Linked DNA regions of Callithrix jacchus: region 1 is linked to region 2. Evidence: chromatin contacts called from public Hi-C data. All regions are on one chromosome and are shown on one strand. The core of a region is the stretch at or near the end of the contact, and the rest is flanking DNA. Distances in the headings are between cores, read along the strand shown.

Region 1 (7,017 bases), core at 2,728-5,227, 64 kb after region 2:
TTCCTGCTGCGCTGCGTCCTGAAGGGGCATCCCAGCTGGGTCTCTGTTGCAGCCTCAGGTCAGCGACTGCCAGGCAAAGTCTTCTGGGGCCAGGGTCCTTGTGCGGCATCCATCACGTGCCTGCATCAGTCTCCCTGGAAGGGGAGGGGAAGGGAGAGGGTTTTGCACACCTGCTCCCCCAACCCCCCAGGATGGGGCAGAGCACCTGAGGGCGTCCACCTCTTCCCTCCATGTTCACTGCACTGAAAGCTGACACAGGTGCCCAGTCCTGTAGGAATACCTTTGAGCAGGAATTTCTGAGCAGGAAGGATGTGGGGGTGCCAGAGGCCCCTGTGGGAAGGTAGGGAGGATGGGGGGTGTTGGGGGCTCCTGTGGGGGAGGATGGGGGGGTGTTGGGGGTTCCTGTGGGAAGGTGAGATGATGTGGGGGTGCTGGGGGCTCCTGTGTGAAGGTGGGGAGAATGTAGGGATGTTGGGAACCCCTGTGGGAAGGTGGGGAAGATGTAGGGGTACCAGGGGCTTCTGTGGGAAAGTGAGAGGATGTGGGCGTGCCGGGGGCCCCTGTGGGAAGGTGAGGAGAATGTGGGGATGTTGGGGGCCGCTGTGGGAAGGTGGGGAGGCCATGGGGATATTGGGGGCTCCTGTGGGAAGGTGGTGAGGATGTGGGGGTGTTGGGGGCTCATGTGGGAAGGTGGTGAGGATGTGGGGGTGTTGGGAGCTCCTGTGGGAGGGTGATGAGGATGTGAAGGTATTGGGGACTCCTGTGGGAAGGTGGGGAAAATGTGGGGGTACCAGGGGCTTCTGTGGGAAGGTGAGAGGATGTGGGCGTGCCGGGGGCCCCTGTGGGAAGGTGAGGAGAATGTGGGGATGTTGGGGGCCCCTGTGGGAAGGTGGGGAGGCCATGGGGATATTGGGGGCTCCTGTGGGAAGGTGGTGAGGATGTGGGGGTGTTGGGCTCATGTGGGAGGGTGGTGAGGATGTGGGGGTGTTGGGAGCTCCTGTGGGAGGGTGGTGAGGATGTGAAGGTATTGGGGACTCCTGTGGGAAGGTGGGGAAAATGTGGGGGTACCAGGGGCTTCTGTGGGAAGGTGAGAGGATGTGGGGGTGCCAGGGCCTCCTGTGGGAAGGTGGGGAGGATGCGGGGGTGTTGGGGGTCCCTGTGGGAAGGTGGGGAGAATGTGGGGTTGTTGGCTCCAGTGGGAAGGTGGGGAGGATGTGGGGTATTGGGGGCTCCTTTGGGAAGGTGGGGAGCATGTGGGAGTGTTGGGGCCTCTGTGGGAAGGTGGGGAGGATGTGGGAGTGTTGGGGGCCCCTGTGGGAAGGTGGGGAGGATGTGGGAGTGTTGGGGGCCCCTGTGGGAAGGTGGGGAGGATGTGGGAGTGTTGGGGGCCCCTGTGGGAAGGTGGGGAGGATGTGGGAGTGTTGGGGGCTCATGTGGGAAGGTGGGGAGGATGTGGGGGTGCCGGGGGCTCATGTGGGAAGGTGGGGAGGATGTGGGAGTGTTGGGGGCCCCTGTGGGAAGGTGGGGAGGATGTGGGGTTGCTGGAGGCTCCTGTGGGAAGGTGAGGAGGTGCTGTTGGGAGCCAGCTGTTTGCCTAACCACAGACTACCTGTTACTGTCTGATCATCTATACATAATTGGCTTTTTAAAGATGCGTGTGTGAGTGACTCTTACTCTGAAGAGAGGACATTACATTCTTCTTATGTGCAGTCTCATAATAAGAGGTTGCTGCACTGTGGCGTTGGTCGCCCCACCCTGAAGTCTGTCTGTCTAGTCCAGGGCTCCAGAGTGAGCACCGGCGCTGCCGATAGCGGCTTTTTATCGGGAGACTGCACATACGCTGCTGGTGGGAGTGTGAATTAGTGCAGCCGCTACGGAAGGCAGCGCGCTGATTCCTCAGGGATCTAGAACCAGAAACACCATTTGACCCAGCAATCCCATTACAGGGTATATACATAAAGGACGATAAATCATTCCATAAAGACACATGTGCACATATGTTTACTGCAGCACTGTTCCCAATAGCAAAAACTTGGAACCAACTCAAACGTCCATCGATGATAGACTGGATAAAGAAAATGTGGCACATATACAACATGGAATACTATGCAGCCATAAAAAAGGATGAGTTCGTGTCCTTTTCAGGGATGTGGATGGAGCTGGAAACCATTATTCTCAGCAAACTGACACAGGAACAGAAAACCAAAACCACATGTTCTTACTCATAAGTGGGTGTTGAACAATGAGAACACATGGACAGGGAGGGAAACATCACACATTGGGGCCTGTCAAGGGGTGTGGGGCAGGGGAGGGAGAGCTTTAGGAAACACACCTAATGTAGATGACGGATTGATGGGTGCAGCCAACCACTCACATGTATACCTATGTGACAGACCTGTACATTCTGCACATGCAGCCCAGAACATAGAGCATTTTTTTTTAAAGTTGCTTTACTTTCCCCATTTGGCCAATGATGTCAATATGAACCCTGCAGACTCTGAAATCTCTCAGAGCTCTGGTCTAGGACTCGAGAGTGTGAGCGCACCTGCCCAGGGGGCTTGGCTTGAGGCCCGTACTGTCGCCTGCTCTGTGGCAGTGCCTGTGTGCAGACCCCCCGCAGCACTTAGGCGTGGCTCGTGGACTTGTGGTTTTGCTGCTGGGTGGGGAACCCCATCCGGCTCCTCACTTTCCCAGCAAGCACTGGTCATAGCATGCCCTTCTCTGGTCACTGCTCTCTGGCCTGGCTTGGTGGTGGCTTTGGTGATGGCACCATCACCCCTGGGATCCATGTCCTCCCATTTCTTTCCTTTCTCCTGAAGGTTTTCCAGGTGCCTGTTTGCTTCTAAGAATTCCCCTCTCTGCCTTCCTCCTAGTGTCTCATAGCCATCCTTCTTTTTATTCTGGCCTCCCAAGATGGCATGGGGCCCGCCATTGCCAGGGCGGCCCTGTGATGAGCCACGCCAGACACAACAGGCAGCCCCGGGCACCTGCCTCCAGCTCCACAGCAGCGTCTTCCACTTGCACCTCTGCTGTCTGTGGCCTTTTGCTCTGTGGACTTGGCATCAGTGCTGGCCGTGGGGCAGCCTCGGCTTCTCCAGCGGACGCCGTGCCGTCCCCACAGTGGAGTCTCAGCCTGGGGATCCGGGTGCCCACTGGATTGCAGGCGGTGCATTCGCAGACTGTCGCCAGCTGAACCGCGGTGTCTGGAGTGGTTCCGTGTATGCTGTTCTCCAGTTTGCCCGTATTTTCACTAAACAGCAGGCTGTAATTACTGACTCACAGTCCCGCAGTTGTCTTCATTAGATAGATATTCAATATTTTGGAAATCTGCCTATAATGCATTTGGAAGGTATATAATTTCCATTTCTCAAAAGGCGACATGTGTACTAACATGTTTGTGTTTGTGAATTGGGATATGCTTGCTTAGTTTTCTGGCTAATTCATCGTTAGAAGGAGGGACTCAGTCGTGGGAAATAAATGCAGCAATCACTCGGTGTTCCTGCTGGGCTCGTGGGTGACCCCGTGTTTTCTGGTGGCGTGGGAAGAATCTGGAGGTCTGGGGCTGAGGCTGGCACATCTCTCCTGCAGCTTGGTTTCGGCGGGTCCTCAGGGCGGAGTTGCTGCCCTTCCGCCTCCCGGGCCTATGTTCCCGCTTCCTGGTGCTCTCCTGTCTTCACTGCGGTTCATTTTTGAGGGGCAGCAGAGGCTGCACTGTGGCATCAGTAACTGGGGACACACTCCAGTGTATTTCTGCGATTGATGGGGAGGTGTTTGTGGTCAGGACTGCTTTGGGGGCAGGTTTGCATGTCAGGAGATGGGGAGCAGTGACGGGGCACCACGGGCTGCCTCCCAGCTCCTCCTTCCAGGCTCCTACCTTGCCCCATGCCCAGGCTTCCTTTCTCTTCCTGAGTCAGCTGGGGCTGAGCTCCAAACTGAGCCTAGGACCTCCCAGCCCCACCCTCCTCTCTGAGGTGCAGAGGCACAGCAGGTGCAGCACAGCCTCAGCCCTGGGGCTCCCAGGACGGTTGTCCTGGCCAATGGCTCATGACCCTCTGCCCGCTGCGTTGGGGGGTAAACTGAAGGAGTTATGTACCTGTGACCCAGGTCCCCAGCAGCTGTGGCCTCTTTGTTGTGCTTCCTCTTTGGCCACAGCCAAAACCGGGTTCTCTTCTGCACGCTGGAGCAGGGAGCTTGGTCTCAAACCTTCAGGCCTAAGCTTATAGTTCTCCCAGCTTCTCCAGAACTGGCCCATAACTCAGCAGTGTCATTGCCACCCTGGTTTTCCAGGTGAGATGAGCCTCAGTTACAGGCAGAAACACGTGGCCAAGAGAAATGCACCAGCCGGATTCTGAGGGGAAGCTGCTGATTTCTAGCAGAGGGATGGGTGAGCCTGCCCAGTGCCCTACAGTGAGGGAGGCATCTCTGTCCCGACAGACGGCGTGAAGGCAGCGCGCTGAGGCCGGCTCAGAGCCTTGGAAGCAGGTCTGATCGCTTCCCTGCACATTCCCACACACTGTAAACGGAAGCATGTTGGCCACGGCTGCTGCCTCACAAGCAGTCCGGTCAGAAATGCACGTCTGTCAAAACAGAGGGTGGATTGATGAAGTCAGTGTGATCTTCTCTCTTGCTGCCTTTCACGAGTCCTGCAGAGTCCGTCCTAACTGCGTCCTCTTGATCCCAGACGTGCCCGTGGACTCCAAGTGATGCTTCAGTCGCCAGCCCTTCTCCTCTGTCTCCTCTCCTGTGTCTGAACCCTTAGGGAGCTCTGTGTTTCTTCCCACTGCTGTGAACTCTCAGAATTAGGCAATCCAGAGTAGGCCGAGAATGATTTGGGGTGAGAATGTGTATTTTTATTTCAGTTCTGGACCCATTAAATGATGGTCTAGGTCCTCCGGCATTCGGCGTTTCCCAGCCGGCTTGACTGTTTCCAGATCAAATGGACGTCCCTGTGCTTCCGTGGATCACCGTGACCCAAGTGATTGTGTGTGAAAAATATCTCATGGCAGGAATATGCCACCAAGAGCCTTGAAAATACTTGAGGTTTGTTTGGGGGAATAAAAAGGAAAAAAGGAAGGAGAGAAATCCAGTCATTAGCATGAGTGATGAGTGTGGGGAAAACCAGCGGAGCTTCGGATCCTGCCCCAGCAGATGCCAGTGGCTCAGACCATGGCGGACAGAGGGAGGGACGTGCCTGTGTGAGGCCTCAGCACAGACCCCGGACCCGGCCTGCCTGCTGGGATGAAGGTGGAAGAGAGCCGCGCATCTCAGCACAGACCCTGGACCCTGCCTGCCTGCCTGCCAGGGTGAAGGTGGGAGACAGCCACGCATCTCAGCACGGCGGTGGAAACGCAGTGCACCTGTGGAGGGCTTGCTTGCATTTATGTCACCTGAACAAGTCCCACATGCGAAAACAGAAGCCACCCCATGCCCCTCAGAGGGGCCAGGAGGAAGCCACCCCGCGCCCACCCGAGGGGCCAGGAGGAGGCCACCCCGCACCCACCTGAGGGGCCAGGAGGAGGCCACCCCTCGCCCACCTGAGGGGAGGGACCCGGGCACTCCCGGAGCCACCGAGAGATGGGCAGGCAGAGGCACAGGCTCCATGAGCTGCTTCCCTGGACTGTGAGGTGGCAGGGCTGGCAGGTCAGGAGGAAGCCTATTTTTAGAAACGCCTGAGTGCCCACAATCTTCTGACCATCAAACAAGAAACGTTGCTGTTTGAAGCTATAAACAGACAGCAGAACAAGAAGTCGCTGTGTCACTGGATACCTGTAATGTGAAAACCGGCCATTAGGAGGAATCGCCCTATAAACATTGATCTGGTGGTTGAGGCTGGCTGGCTTTGCTTCTGTTCTGCCCACAGGGTAATCAGCTAATAGGTTTTGGTTGTCTCAGCTGAAATGTGAAACTTCCATTAGGTGACTAACACTGGCTAAAATTGGTTTTCATCCTGTTTTAACAAAATCTTTGTCCCTGCGCGCTTACAACCCCATTCCAACCTGGCTGGTGCCGCGTCCCAGACCCACCAGAGTTGATGGTGAGGTGGTTGGAGGCATGACCCACGCGTGACCCACTGTGGAGACTTGGTTGTTTCAGGGAATCCAGCCATTTTCTGATGGAACTTCAAGTGCTGAAACATCTTGCCCTCACTGCTGCAGAAGGGGAGGAATTGTGTGCGCCAGACAGAGGCACCTTGGAATCCCCCCGCCCTGGGCTGTGTGCTGGGGTCTGGGACGGCGCAGGTGATTGGATCGGAGTGATGGCCCTGGTGGGCGGCGTCGCTTTCCTTGGTTAACCCTGGAGGACGCAGCCGCCTGGTGCTTATCCTCCGCCATTTCTCTCTTCTTCCTTTGGGAATAATCTCTTTTTTTTTCTGGTTTCTCTTCTCTTAGGCACATTCCTTTGGAAACTTACTGGGCTCACTTTTACCCACTTGTCATGAGTGGTGCAAGGTGAGAGATGACCGGGTCCACGTGTGTTCATGTCTTTCTATAGCATGAGGCTTTTGTTGACCTTATTTCAGTCACGAAAGCCGGGACCTGCATGTGCTTCTTGTCACTCGGCAGTCCCAGCTGCAGGCACACATTTGTCAGTATCGTAAGCCAGAATGATAGTATACCTAATCGATACATAAATGTTATCAGCACTGAGCAAGAAACAAAGAAACATTTAACTTCAAGAGAAAAAGGAGATGGGAGGAAGGGTTAGTGATCAGGTCTGCGGGGAGGGAAGCAGACACAAGGATCCCGGGCTGGGCGGGGTGGTCCCTGGTCTTCCAGGAGGAGTCTGAGGTGGCACAGCCTGCGGGGCAGGTGCCCAGTGCCTACCACGGGTGACTGAGGCAGTGTCCTCCCGCAAGGACTGACAGTGCAGGAGTGCGCGTTTTGTGTTCTTTCCAGTTGGAGACTGTCTTTTTATTTATTTGTTAAGCAAATCACCTTATCTTTATTGACAAAGTGCCCTATGAAAGGTAAAACAGTCTTTTTCTAAGATGGAGTTTGTTATGGCAACACTGCTGTA
Region 2 (7,415 bases), core at 2,250-4,749:
CTTTCTGCCCGGCTCTGACCTTGCTTTCCCCGCCGTGGCCTGCACCCTGTGAAGGGCGAGTGAGCACCCTCCTGGCCCAGTTCGGCCCCAGGTCTTGCCTGTTGTCCTCACATCATTCATCATCATGCATAGCGTCCCTTTCACACGCAGAAGTGTCCCAGCTTAGCCAGTTCTGCGGCCACCCCACCACAGGGGCCTGAACCCAGGGCCCACCACTCCTGCCATATGCCCTCTTCTGCTTGTCACCTGCCTTGTCCTGAGGGGCCGGCGGCTGCTTCAGGACTTGTCCCCGTGCCAGGCATCCCGGGCAGTTCTTTACTGGCATCCCCACCACTCCTGAATCCATCTCCACATGTGGGCTCAGACCTGCTTCTCCCGCCCTCTCTTCCCCGTGTGACTAAGTAGTGAGCTTTCCCCGTTCATGCTGTGGAGAAGGGGCTGGGCCTGGTTCAGCTGCTGACGGATCAGCCGACCCACACATCGCCACAGCCCTTTCTGGAGGACGTGGGGGGACGGGAGTGGCTGGCGGTCACCTGGGAGTGGCACCCGAAGGTGCAGAATACCCAGAAACTCGAGTCCACCGCGCCATCTCCTTGGTCCTCTCTACTGTGATTACTCCACGTCCCCTGTACAGGGACCCATCCCAGCGAGGAGGGGAGAACTCTGGGGTGTTGTCTGGGAGTTGCAGGTGCGTTAAATACTGTTGCTGCATGCATAGGTCTGCACATGCTCTGCAGTTAGGTCAGGCACACAGTTAGTACCTTCGAGGCGTCTTGGCCGTGCCTGGCATTTGGCAGTCAAGCTGTGTTTAGTTTTGACTTAAAAATGGAAAAGATTGGCCGGGCGCGGTGGCTCAAGCCTGTAATCCCAGCACTTTGGGAGGCCGAGGCGGGTGGATCGCGAGGTCAGGAGATCGAGACCATCCTGGTCAACATGGTGAAACCCCGTCTCTACTAAAAATACAAAACATTAGCTGGGCATGGTGGCGCGTGCCTGTAATCCCAGCTACTCGGGAGGCTGAGGCAGGAGAATTGCCTGAACCCAGGAGGCGGAGGTTGCGGTGAGCCGAGATCGCGCCATTGCACTCCAGCCTGGGTAACAAGAGCGAAACTCTGTCTCAAAAAAAAAAAAAAAAAAAAAAAAAATGGAAAAGATTATAGACTGCAGGAACCATCTTCTACCCTTTGAGGGAAAACTTACAAGTTGGCCTGACCTTTGCCATGCTGGGAATCACAGAAGCTGAAGGAAGTGTCAGAGGACGGTCTGGTCCACAGCAGATGTTCAGGACACTGATGCTTTCCTATAAAACATTATTTGTCAATGCATTTATGACGCCAGCAGCGGACTCAGGTGTGAGGAGGTTCCGCGATGCGCTTTTCCTCTGAGTGTCCCCCCGGCACTGTGCTTGTGTCTCAGCATCCTGCGGACGGGCCCGCTGTTATCCACGGTGGTTCCTGAGCGCTCGTGTGCCTGGAAGATGGATGGAGACAGGCGTTGCTAGTAGCAGGGTTCATCCTCTTGTCACAGTGTGGAAAAACACTCCAAGTACAGCTGGGTGTAGTGGCTTACACCTGTAATCCCAGCACTTTGGAAGGCCCAGGTGGGCGGATCACCTGAGGCCAGGAGTTCAAGACCAGCCTGGCCGACCAACATGCTGAAACCCCGTCTCTACTACAAATACAAAAATTAGCTGGGTGTTGTGGCAGGCGTCTGTAATCCCAGTTACTTGGGAGGCTGAGGCAGGAGAATTGCTTGAACCTGGGAAGCGGAGGTTGTAGTGAGCCGAGATCACACCATTGCACTCCAGTCTGGGTGACAAGAGCGAAACTCTGTCTCAAAAAAAAAAAACCTCTAAGTATAGACAGCGTAGCAACCGTGTGGAGGCCCACCATGCCGTCAGCAGCTTCTCCTGCATGTTCCATGGGAAGCAGGGCCTCTGAAGGCTGCACGCCGTGTGTGTGGTGTCATCTCCCTCAGCCTCAGGCCCTATGCCAGGGAGGGTCCTTGTGTTCTGCGGGCTCCTCGTCCCTGCTCTCTGCTGTTCTGTGCATGGCCTCCACTGGGCTCCTCTCTCTGTGAGAAATGCTCGTCCCTCAGGGCTTTCTTCATCCTGATCTCTGTCCCCTCAGGTGCGCTCATGTCGAAAGCGATAACTAAGCTTGTCCCACTCATGTGCATGAGAGCGAGGTGACCAAGGGTGTGGGTCTGAGGGCTTTGCCTGAAGAGCGGACAGTGTGTGTGTCACGCAGAGTCCCGCCGTGGCACTCGGCCTTGCCATCTTCCAGCTTTTTCTCTGTGTCTCACCAGCGAGGTCACTGGCTGTTTACGAAGTGAGAATCATATAAACACACAGGCTTGATGACTGAGAAAGCAGATGCTAAGAATGTGACTACAGAACGAATATCTTTCATTATGAAAACCTGGCGTATTGTTTATGACGTGATTCTCGGAGATGCTTTTGCCTGAGGTTGCAAACTTGAATGTTTTACTGTTGTTGAAGCACCTATCAACCCAGCGTGGAGCTGAACAGGTGCTCGTGTGTCGCAGAGAGCTTGGCAGCTGCAGCAGTACTGCGGGCTGCGTGGCATACGCAGCAGAAATTTATTTCTTCTAGCTCTTGGGGCTGGAAATCAGATCAGGGTGTCCGCATGGTGAGGGCCCTTCCTGGGGGACAGGTGGCCATGTCCTCCCAGAGTGGGAGAGAAAACTCTCCTTCTTCTCTCGTGGTTACACATCAGTCCTGTGTGATTAGGACACAGACCTCATGACCTCATTTAATCTTAATTACCTCCTAAAAGCCCAGTCTTCAGATCCAGTCACATCACTGCTTAAGGCGTCAACATGAGATTTTTGAGGGGATCACAGTTTAGCCACAGCAGTGTGCTGGTGGCAGAGGCACCGTTTGGATGGCGAAGAGGACAGTCTGCAAAACACATCCAGTCTTGTCTGCTGCTTTGTGGAATAGGTGTTCCACGGAATCTGGAAGGACTCAACATAATGATTTAGTGGGAATGGGTCATTTTTCAAGCAGTGGAGCAGAGTTAGCCGGTTTGACCCTTGTTAGATGTGACAGACCACACTTGCCATGGTTAGATGGGCTCTTAGGTCCTGTGTATTTCCACCTTCTTCTTCCTGCTTATTTATTTACTGTTTTCCTGGAGAAGGCTGGTGAGGGAGAGGTGGCTGGTGTTAAAACGATTCTGTAACACGTTGCTTTGGTTTTTGCACTACATCCAGACATGTGGCATCTGGCTCATTGACAAGACAGATGTTAGGGTTTACGTCACAAAGTGGGATTGGGCCTGTCTGCTCGGTGAACTCGGAGGCTGTGGATCATGATCTAGTTCTTCCAGTGCCTGGAACTGCTTTGTGGAGCCCATACTGTGTTCACCTGCGTGTGTGGCGGATGACGTCTTCCCTTTGGCAAAATTGGATCGTGCTGGTCGGAAGTTGCACCTGATTAGAACAACAGAGCATGTTGCTCCCTGCTGTCCACGGCAGGGGAATCCTGGGACGGTGCCCGTGCCACACCACCCACACGTCAGCCATCACGTGGGTTCTCAAGGCAAGCAGTGAGTTCCCAAGCCAGCTGTGTCCAACTGTCTGGGTTAGGGTCTTTTTAAATCATCATTACTTTAACCAGGTGCCTGCCCAGGTTACTGTGTGCACCACTCAGAGATAAACATCGTTGCTGCTCCCCTCTCAGTCAGTACTTAGGGTGGTCTCTGGTGACTGCTGGAAAAATTTTGGATGCTTTGCACTCTTTTTGACTGAAAATGCAAGGCCCCGTGGCTCCAGCCCTCAGCAGAAAGTACAAATGGTTTAGATGCTTTTGGAAGCCCAGGGCTGCCATGGCTGCTCTGCCCCTTGTTGTCTTACCTGGAAACCACTGTGGGCGGGGAGACTCTGACTGCAGAGTGGAGCACAACTCAGGTTTGTATCTGGGGCACGTGAGAATTTCAGATGGGCTGGGGGTGCCCCCTCCCTCTGTACCTGCTCATGTACAGGAGCACTAGCCTGGGTCTGAGACGGGCTGGGGGTGTCCCCTCCCTCTGTACCTGCTCATGTACAGGAGCACTAGCCTGGGTCTGAGACGGGCTGGGGTTGCCCCCTCACATACAGGAGCACTCGCCTGGGTCTGAGATAGGCTGGGGGTGTCCCCTCCCTCTGTACCTGCTCATGTACAGGAGCACTAGCATGGGTCTGAGATGGGCTGGGGGTGCCCCGTCCCTCTGTACCCGCTCACATACAGGAGCACTCGCCTGGGTCTGAGATGGGCTGGGGGTGCCCCGTCCCTCTGTACCCACTCACATACAGGATCAGCTCACCTGGGTCTGAGATGGGCTGGGGGTGCCCCGTCCCTCTGTACCCGCTCACATACAGGAGCAGCTCACCTGGGTCTGAGATGGGCTGGGGGTGCCCCGTCCCTCTGTACCTGCTCACATACAGGAGCGCTCACCTGGGTCTGATATGGGCTGTGGGTGCCCTGTCCCTCTGTACCCGCTCACATACAGGAGCAGCTCGCCTGTTTCCTTCTTTCTTTCTGGTTTTGTTGCTCACCATTGCCTGGGAAGGAAGCGGCTGCCTAAGTAATTAAATAATCTCCTGCTTCAGAGGAAAGAGGATTTCCTTCAACCTATTTTCAGCCAAGGATTAGGGACGGTGAAGTCCTGCCACTGGAATGCCATGGAGATTTTGGTGTGGTTTTCCAGGGTCTCAGACTGCCCGGGAAGACGTGGAAATGGCTTTGGGATTTCAGTGGGACCGCAGCTGTGTGGGATGGGAGATTTGAGGGAGAATGGGACCGGAATGGGACCACAGGTTCTTCGCCACTTTCCGATAAAATGCCTCATGCATGTGGAATAAGCTGCACCGCCTTTTCTCTCTGGAAAGGGCAGTGAGGTGGCTTTCACTTGGATAAATGGAGACAAACCACTAAAATATTAGGTAACTGTAGAGTATACAGGTGCTTTTTTTCAGTAATAAAGGACTTTGGGATAAATCTGAAAGCAACACACATAAAAAGAAAGCTGGCGGACCGTCATGGTGGCTGGAGTTTACTTTTGTCCTCATTTCTGATGTTATTTAACCCCTTTCACCATTTCTGTGACGTAACCTGGAAATACAAGGTGCAAGCCCTGGGCAGTGAGTGATCTGTAGCGAGGAAAACCCACTGGGATTCTTGCAGGGAAGGGTGTGTGACAGTCTCAGTGCACGTAGGTGCTCAGCAGCTGATGTTCATCCCACATGCATTGAGTGACTGCTGTATGCACTGAAGATTCTGTGGGGGAGCAAGAGGCACAGGTGTGTCCTGGCTCTCCTGGAGACTGGGCAAGGATCGAAGGCACGTGGCATATGGCACACCGGCTGTGAGGAGGTGCCAGGGACAAAGTGAGAAGGGAGGGGTGTCAGGGAGGGGCGTGGAGGACAGAAACGGGCAGGCCACCAGATGACAGCTCGGGGCAGAGGAAGTCCCGGGGCCTGCAGACACAGAGGCCACCTGTGCTCCTTCACCCCCAGGAGGGATGGGCTGAGAGCTGGTCCAAGACCTAAGCAGGTGTCGAGTGCCCCTCTAGTTTTCTTGCTCAAAACACAGAACATATATGTTGCTTTTTGGTAATGTTTTAAATTTGTTTAACATGTGGCCAAAGGAGGAAAATGTTACATAGTAGGTAGAGTTGGATGATTTTTAACGTTATAAAAATGTATTGCGGTCGGGCGCGGTGGCTCACGCCTGTAATCCCAGCACTTTGGGAGGCCGAGGCAGGCGGATCACGAGGTCAACAGATCGAGACCATCCTGGTCAACATGGTGAAACCCCGTCTCTACTAAAAATACAAAAAAATTAGCTGGGCATGGTAGCGCATGCCTGTAATCCCAGCTACTCGGGAGGCTAAGGCAGGAGAATTGCCTGAACCCAGGAGGCGGAGGTTGCGGTGAGCCGAGATCGCGCCATTGCACTCCAGCCTGGGTACCAAGAGCGAAACTTGGTCTCAAAAAAAAAAAAAAAAAATGTATTGCTTTATTGTATGACTATACAATAAATTGGTTGATAGGTAATTTTTTATTGTGGCAAAACTTACATAAAGTTTACCGTCTCATCCATTGTGAAGCGTCCCATTCTGCGGCATTAAATACACTCGCAGTGCCGTGCGATCGCCACCGTCAGGTACTTCCAGAGCTTTCTCATCAGCCCAAACCGAAACGGATGTGGGGCAATTTCAAGTCGTTTCCGCATTTGCTGTTGTGGAGCTTGCTTTTCGGGCAAGACTTTTGTCTTTTAAATCAGTGAGAAAGACCTTAACAGGATGAAGAGAAGACATCGAAATACCAGCGCCAGTTACATTTAAATGCAAAATGGACCGAGATAGGAGGATTTTTTTCTTTTAAGTAGTTGGCCATAGTAGGTGTCTTAAAAATATAATTACTTGAATGTGAGGATTCATTTGCACTTTATGTTCTGCTTAATATGCCAAGAGCGGCAGGAGAGGGGGATCCGGTGTTTCATCTTAGAGCAGATAATACTTGAATGGCAAGAGACAGAGTCCTGAGCAGGACGTTTAGATGATACAGCTCATGATGTTGCTAGCTGAACGGTGTTAGACGGTTACGTGGCTTTCTCCTAAGTGTGTTTATGATAAACTGGAATGAGGACGTCTTATGCGGCATTTTCTTCTAGCAGCTCTGTTCTGCTAATTGCTTGGTTTGAATAAATGTCCTCTTTTTAGTTGGTCTGTAACATTTCTTTTACTGTCTAAGAAATTATGAAGACATAGATTGATTAATTTGGAAATTACATTTGAGAGTATTTTCCTGTAAAATGGTTGGTTCTGTGAGAAACAATTCCTGTTATTTCTTCTCTAAAGAGGATATGAGATTTTTTTTGTTCTTATATTGAAATAATTCTTTGATTTCCTAAATTGCTGCGTTGCTTTGTAAAGGATGGCATGGTTTCAGAAGCTGTTAGGTTGGTGCAAACGTATTTGTGGTTTTTGCGTTGTGGAAATTTGCCGTTTGATGTAGGAATACATTCTCAAGTCAGTAAGCTACACGTCATTGTAGTGAGCATTTCTCACTTTATGGTTTTCTGCTCCTGACTTATTACTTGTAGTTTATTTTATATTTATTTTAGGCTGTGAAAAGATGTTAGAAAAAAAGCAAATTTGAGCGATATTCTGATTGGAGCTCAGAGTGAAGACAGCTGGCAGTGTCAGCTCTGCATTCGGCCCATGAACTGCTCACACACCTGCAGTGCAGGATGGGGCAAGAAGTTTTATAGACCCGTGTGGTGGCGGGTGCCTGTAATCCCAGCTACGTGGGAGGCTGAGGAAGGAGAATCGCTTGAACCCAGGAGGTGGAGTGACGGGAGTGAGATTCCATCTTAATAATAATAAAAAAAGATTGACATTGGTTTC

Evidence for each region. A called contact is a pair of places that touch in the nucleus more often than the background predicts.
Region 1: a Hi-C map of skeletal muscle shows a contact between it and region 2, with 2.5 times the contacts expected there. The contact joins two enhancer-like sites. A contact is called at or near these places in 2 of 3 Hi-C or Micro-C datasets (induced pluripotent stem cells and skeletal muscle).

What each region holds. Positions count from the first base shown.
Region 1 is chr1:28,226,359-28,233,375 of calJac240_pri, forward strand. The region is part of intron 1 of ATP11A (ATPase phospholipid transporting 11A); the gene reads left to right. Among named protein-coding and RNA genes, the nearest start is that of ATP11A, 78 kb to the left of the region's middle. Within about 2 kb of position 3,978, at least 3 of the 16 cell types and tissues checked have an H3K27ac peak or open chromatin away from gene starts, as enhancers often do. A contact at or near this core is called in skeletal muscle, where this site is marked.
Region 2 is chr1:28,162,807-28,170,221 of calJac240_pri, forward strand. The region is part of intron 1 of ATP11A (ATPase phospholipid transporting 11A); the gene reads left to right. Among named protein-coding and RNA genes, the nearest start is that of ATP11A, 14 kb to the left of the region's middle. Within about 2 kb of position 3,500, at least 3 of the 16 cell types and tissues checked have an H3K27ac peak or open chromatin away from gene starts, as enhancers often do. A contact at or near this core is called in skeletal muscle, where this site is marked.